Regions from separate parts of the Mus musculus genome. Here region 1 is linked to region 2. The links are chromatin contacts, called in public promoter capture Hi-C maps. All regions are on one chromosome and are shown on one strand. Each heading gives the region's core, a stretch centred on a gene start, on an enhancer-like site or on the middle of the called end of the contact. The rest is flanking DNA. Distances are from core to core; before and after follow the strand shown.

The links. Capture Hi-C pulls out chosen DNA fragments and counts their contacts.
Region 1: a promoter capture Hi-C map of adipose tissue shows a contact between it and region 2. The contact joins two enhancer-like sites. A contact is called at or near these places in 1 of 39 promoter capture datasets (neural stem cells), 2 of 15 datasets of contacts at CTCF or cohesin (the G1E-ER4 cell line and embryonic stem cells), 53 of 484 Hi-C or Micro-C datasets (the 63-12 cell line, the AML12 cell line, B cells and 40 more), 9 of 115 datasets of contacts at active chromatin or transcription factors (T-cell acute lymphoblastic leukemia, embryonic fibroblasts, embryonic stem cells and 5 more) and 3 of 9 other capture datasets (adipose tissue, liver and pancreatic islet).

What each region holds. Positions count from the first base shown.
Region 1 is chr7:144,762,661-144,765,885 of GRCm38.p6, forward strand. All of the region lies in intron 5 of D930030F02Rik (a long non-coding RNA gene), which reads left to right. Among named protein-coding and RNA genes, the nearest start is that of D930030F02Rik, 22 kb to the left of the region's middle. Within about 2 kb of position 1,416, at least 13 of the 459 cell types and tissues checked have an H3K27ac peak or open chromatin away from gene starts, as enhancers often do. A contact at or near this core is called in adipose tissue, where this site is marked.
Region 2 is chr7:144,603,582-144,606,759 of GRCm38.p6, forward strand. It overlaps Ano1 (anoctamin 1, calcium activated chloride channel), which reads right to left. Exons shown (of 26, transcript NM_178642.6): 22 at 1-12. Among named protein-coding and RNA genes, the nearest start is that of Fadd, 23 kb to the left of the region's middle. Within about 2 kb of position 1,375, at least 5 of the 459 cell types and tissues checked have an H3K27ac peak or open chromatin away from gene starts, as enhancers often do. A contact at or near this core is called in adipose tissue, where this site is marked.

The DNA of each region.
Region 1 (3,225 bases), core at 166-2,665, 160 kb after region 2:
CAGGGTCAGATTAGATTCCATTCTGCCAGAACGAGCCATCATCTTCCAGCCAGTCATGCACAAAGAACGCCATGTCTCCCCAGGCCACTCACCCCTAGCTGAAGCTGGGAGATCCCAGCAGGTCTCATCCTTGGGGCCCTCACCTGGTTCCCTCTTACAAGAATGCTCCCTGGGGAGCCACAGGTGGAGGTAGAGAAGCAGGTAGGACTCTCTAGAGCCTGAAACTGAGACCTGGAGAGGTATTTCCAGCCAGCCTGGGTTGATGGACAGGCCACTCCCAGCCTGCGGGCTTCAGAGCCACAGCGGGCTCTCTGGGCCCCTCTCTGTCAGCCCACGCGTTCTCACGGTACTGGCTTCCGGGTGTCCTGGGTCAGTCCCTGTAATAGCCTCCCTCCTGGGGCCTGGTCTGTCCCCTGCAGCTGAGGGGGAGGCGTGGGAAATGCGGGTGGCTAGGCAGCCACGAGGTCTGGGAGACTGCGCCTGCCTCCTTCAGGTCGGCTTCCCTGGAGCAAGCAGAGGGGTCACTCCACATCATTATCGGGGTCTAACATGGCCTTACAGAGGTGCCCTGGGACTCCAATTGGCCTGGGAATCCCACAGGCAAAGTGTCTGCCTCAGGAGCCCATGTGCCTACATCTTCCACCCTTGGATTTCAGCTTCCATCTTCTCTCAGGATCGTATCCTCCCCAACCTCAGAGCTATCTGAGAACTCTGAAGATTGTCAGCCTATGCCATGCTGGTCATCTGGGGCCTTACTCCATGGTTGAGTATGGAAGTGACTGGGGCTGGACAGTGCTTTCAAAGCCACCACAGACTGCAAGCTGGCCCTCCCTCTGCAGCTGGACAGAGCAACAGTATTTGTCCGGGCTGAGCCCCCTTTTCCAGACTCTTGCAATCCTGCCTGTCTGTGGACCTCTCTGTGAACCTAGAAAGGTCTCTGCACTCACATGCTGTATGTAGCCCTCGTCGAACTGAAGCCTAAGAGGAGCCATGAACATCAACCAAAATATGACATAAAATACAAAAAAGGGCCATCTGGGCCCATCCCTAGGGTGTGACACATTAGGGCCAGCTATTCTTGCTGAGGTGCAGAGCATCGTCAGTCCAGCTCTGGAGGCTACACACTGGGCAGGAGACCAGACCCATTCAGAGCAGCTACCTTTTCTTCTGACTGCAAGCTCTGACTCCAGAGGAATGCACACTGGGCCAGCCTGTGGCATGTTTCCTGGGTGCCGTGGACCCTGTGATTTGGGAAATTGAAAAGAAAAAAAATCACATCCTGGGAGGGGAACTCAGTCTTGGGAGCTTGGGTCTGGAAGTAAAGGTAGATCCTGGAAGGGACTCAGTTCAGTTAGTAGGAGGGCATGAAGGGCTCAGGTTCTGGGGGTGGTGATGACTCAGGTCTTAGGCTGGTCTGTCCCACAATCCCTCAGGCAGCAGGACAGCAAGCAGCATGGCCAGGGCCTCCGAGGCAGGGCCCAGGCTTCCTCCCTCTCTCTTGATCTTCCGGGTCCCTCTCCTTCCTCTGAACTAAGGTGAACCCACCATCCCTGGGGACAGGCTACCCCTAAGGGAAACTGTGGATGGAGACAACTTTAGTGTCATCAAAACTAGGACAGATGTAATGTAGAGAGACTGGGACAGCCCACAACACAGAAAGTTCTGTATCAGTGTAAAGGGTGCCAAAGATGCACAGCCCAGCTCTGAGCCTAGGCTGGCCTCTGTGGAGTCTGCCTGGAGACTGCAGCCTCTCTCTTTAATAAAAGGTTGCTGTGAGCTCTGGGCTTTAGGATTATCAATGAGGAAGAGGGGAAAACAAAGCAAAACAAAACAAAAAACCATTAACTCATGTCAAAAGGGACAGAGCCAGATACAGGCCAGAAGGCCCAGCACAAGCAAAGGTCCTGGGGGCGCTCTTGCAAGGCTGAGCATATACAAAGGCTGTGGGCAAGCTCCTGCAAAGGAAAGGCTGTGTTTGTGCCAACTCTGGAAGGCACCCTGCCCCATGTGCCTCCTCCCTTCTCACCAGTCTATCTCTGAAGAGAGAATGCCGTCAGCCAAGCAGTTTTAATTATAAGAGGCAGAGGCTGGGGTCACAACCCAGCAACACGAAGGCAAGACTTCAAAGCCAGCATCTCCAGCCCTGCTCTTGGACTAAACACCCGGACAGATTGGCTGATGAGCTCTGGCATCCAGCCAGAGAGAGCTCTGGCCAGCTTGAGGTCTCTCCCAGGACAGTGGCTCATGCTCACAGTGGACAGGCGGGAATAGGTTGGTGCAAGGGGCCAGTTTGGGTCTTTCTGCATGACCCTGCAGTTGTGCTGGTCCTGTGGGTTTCCAGAAGAGTCAAGGACCCTAGGCAAAGTCTACAACTAAAGATGGCTGGACACTCCTCGATCTGTGAAGCCACTTGGCCACGCAGCCTCTGGTGCAGATAGTCTCCCAGCAACAGAGGAGGGACCCCGGGGATACTTGCTAAGTTACCAAGCTGTTTATGTTGAGCCGCGTGGCCTTTGCAGCCAGGCCTGCTTGATGCTGTTGGGACTTCTAGAGGTCTGGCCCAGGGCAGGGGTCTGAACCCAAGAAGGTCGCCTGGCAGGAAAACAAGGCCTAGACTTGCAACACATTCAGAATGCCTGGAAGCTGCTGAGCAGAGATCAGAACTTGCCTGCTGTTTCTGAAGCACTCTGACATGAAGCCATGGAAACAGATGCGTATAGGACTCTGTGTGTCTCCTCCTGGACTCACACTTGCCAAGAAACAGTGAGTATGCTAAGATGCCTTTTAAGATTAGAGCAATGAATGGAGGCCTAGAGAGATGGCTTACTGGGCAAAAGCACTGGCTGCTCTTACAGAGGACCTAAGTTCAATTCCCAGCATCCACATGGCAGCTCACAACTATCTGTAACTCCATTTTTAGATGATCTAATGCCCCTTTCTGGTCTCTATTGGCATTGCATGCACAGGATGCACATACATACAAGCAAGTATTCATACACATAAAATAATGTGTCTCAAGGGGAGGAAAAGATTAAAATTTTAACTAAAAAAGAACAAAACCTTGAGAAAACTCCTAGCACTCCCCAAATGCTGGGACTATAAATATGTGCCGCCACCTCTGACAGGAGAGGCATGGGGCAGGAGAAGAAAGTGGCTGCAGACAGAAGCAGAAAGAGGAATGCCAGAGCTTAGTTCCCTTGCTCCTTCCCCAGCCTAGGGGATGGT
Region 2 (3,178 bases), core at 125-2,624:
CGAACTGAATGACTGCAGGGAGAGCACACAGTGTCAGCTGTGTAGCCACACAGTGCCCTGTACACTGTCAGCAGTACAGCTGTGCATTGCCCTGCACACCACACAGCACCTTGCACACCATCAGCAGTGCAGCTGCGTGGAGCCCCGCAACCCCGCATGGTTCAGACCAGGGCTGCCTGGTACCCTGCCTCAAAGGAGTTCATCTCCATGGACCTGCCTCCCTCCAGAGAGAGAGAGAGAGAGAGAGAGAGAGAGAGAGAGAGAGAGAGCGCCAGAGCCAGAGCCAGAGCCACTATCATCTTGGACAGTGCCCAGGTCCCAGGAACTGAAGACAGAAGTCTCTGTATCTGGAATTCAACATGGCTGGCTTTGAACTTGTGACAATTCTCCTGCCCCAGCTTCCCAAGGATGGCACTGTACCATCATGTCTGGATTATTTTATTGTGTGTCTGTGCATATATGTGCACATTTGCATGGGTGTACATGTGTGCATGGGGACCAGAAGACACTGTAAATGCTAGTTTTCAGGTGTCAACTACCCTTTTCCTATTTCTTTTCTTTTCTTTTCTTTTCTTTTCTTTTCTTTTCTTTTCTTTTTTCTTTTCTCTTCTCTTCTCTTTTCCCTTCCCTTCCCTTCCCTTCCCTTCCCTTCCCTTCCCTTCTCTTCTTTTCTTTTCTTCTTCTTTTTTTAAGTAGACTCTCTCACTGGGACTTGGGGCTCATAGTAGCCTAGACTGACTGTCCAGGAAGCTCTAGGGAACCTCCTGCTTTTCCCTCCTCAGTGCTAGGATTACAAGCACACCACCACTACCCTTGGCTTGTTACAAGGGTTCTGGGAACTGAATTCATTTCTTCATGTTTGTGTAGAAAGCACTTCATGTACTGAGGCATCTTGCCAGCTCTACACTGTGTAATTTTTATACTTGTTTATAAATGTGCTCTGGTCATGTTCACCCTGGTATGACTGCTGAGTTACATGCATGCTTGAAGTTCACAGGTCCAATCTTATGAAATATCTGCTCATAGGCAGATCCAAGTGGGCGCATGGCCTGGCTTGGCCCGGCCCATCCCTGTGCCCAAATCTCCCTAGGGTCAGGAAGACCTGCTCCCATAACTGTTTAAAGAGTCCCTCTTTTCCTCTTCCATCAGGCCTAGGAGAGTAGGAGGACATGTCTTCTGGGACTGTCCCAGCCTTTTGTCCCCAGGCTTCACGTTGCTGTTCACCAGCTCTGGGCTTCTTCAGACCTAGAAGCCGCAATCAACTTGAGTTGAAACAGGTCAGGAAAAGGTCATCAGAGGGATGAGAGTCGGAGAGCTGGTCCAGAGGCTGTATAGTGGGACCTGGTCCAAAGGCTGCTCCGTGCCAGGGGTAAATAAGGAAGCTACAGAATGTCACTCTGTGCTCAGATGGCTGAGTATGGCTATTGTTAGCAAGGTAAGCAGGGCAGGAGGCTGTGGGAACTGTCTCCCAGATGTCTTGGTGACCTCTCTTTGGCCCTAAAGTATGGGCAGCAGGATGGGATGCCTCTGCTGAGGAATGGAGGTGTTGGTATGTGTGTGTGTGTGTGTGTGTGTGTGTGTGTGTGTGTGTGTGTAGGTTATGATGAAACAGGACCAGCCATGTGCCATGGTTATGTGCATGAGGCTCAGGCTCAAGGTTGCTGCTGTAGGTGGGCTTTCCCACTTTAAAAAAATTTTTTGACACAAGGACTCATGTAGCCCAGGTTGGCTTCCAGTTTACTATATAGCTAAACATGACCTTGACCTTCTGATGGGTCTGTCTGCTTCTCAAGTGCTGGGATTGCAGTATAGGTCTGCACTACCATGCCTGGTTTATGCTGGTGATTGAACCCAGGGCCTTGTACATGTTAGGCAAGCATCTGCCAAAGGAGCTACAGTCCTAGCCTTGGTTTTTTCACTCAGAGTGATGTCACTGCCTCATCCATCATGAAGGGGATGAGAAAGAGAAAGTGGAGGGGAAGTGGGAGGGAAGGATTCTGGAACTGAAGCTAGTGTGGGATATCCTTCCATCCATAGCTGTGAGCCCCCATACTAGCCTTAGATTTCCTGGAGGACAAGATGGCAGCTGATGTGACCAAGAGAGAGAGCCAGGCTAGTACTGCACCCTGGTGCTGGGCTGGGCTAAGCTACTTGACACATAACAAAGAGACCTTTGTGCCTGAGATCTCCTTATTCCTAAGCCCTGGAGGATCATGGGAGCCTGAGGTGAGATTTCAGTAGTAAGATAACTGACCATGTCTCTGTCAACTACAGGGTGCTTCTCTGTGGTATCTTGTTTCCAGAGCCTCCTCAGAGAGTGGAGGCCTGACTTTGGGGGTAAGGGAGACCAGTACCCAGACTCTATTGGCCATGGCTCTGGGGATGAACAGGGAAAGAAAGGAGCCTGGAGTCCTGTTTGCTCCCCACCCCCATAATCTCCTGAATTTTGGGGTGAGATGATTCCAGCTGGGAACATGAACAGAGAGTAGCTGGGAGGTGTTTATGGGGGCAGAATGCTCTGGCCACTGCTTCAGCCTGGAGGTCACCATTGTCCTCTACGCCAAGGCTGAGGAGCTCTGTGGCCACATACCAGGCCTGCCTTGCTTTTCAGCACTGTGGATAATGCAGAGTCCAGAGCAGCCCCTTCCCAGCCAGGACCTGATACTGCATGCTTGAGTCCTGTCCATGGAGGCTGAGGCCATGCCAGTCTAAGCCCCCTCTGCTTGAGTCTTCCTGTCTGTGCTCGCTTATCCATATGTTCAGTGATCATGCACTGAACATCTGCTATATACTCAGGCATGCATTGAGTATCTGCTGTATACTTGGGCCCATTCTAGGGTAGGGGGACAACAGTCAAGAGTGAGAAGGAAAGGTCTTCCCTCTACAGGGCTCCATCCTTCTGTGAGACAGACAGAAAAGGGGGGGGGCAACTAACTTATGATGTCAGCTGGATTTAAAATGGGGCCAGAGAAGGAGCTGGGTCCTAGGCATGGGGAAGGACTAACTTTTTTAGTCACTGTGGTCAGAGAAAACTTTTATTGGGGGACACTCAGAGTCTTCCAATAAAAGGAAGGAAGGAAGGAAGGAAGGAAGGAAGGAAGGAAGGAAAAAGAGAGAGGATCCATGCAGGTATTTGAGGGAGAGCATTCCACTAGAGGTATCTATCATAAAGGCAGAG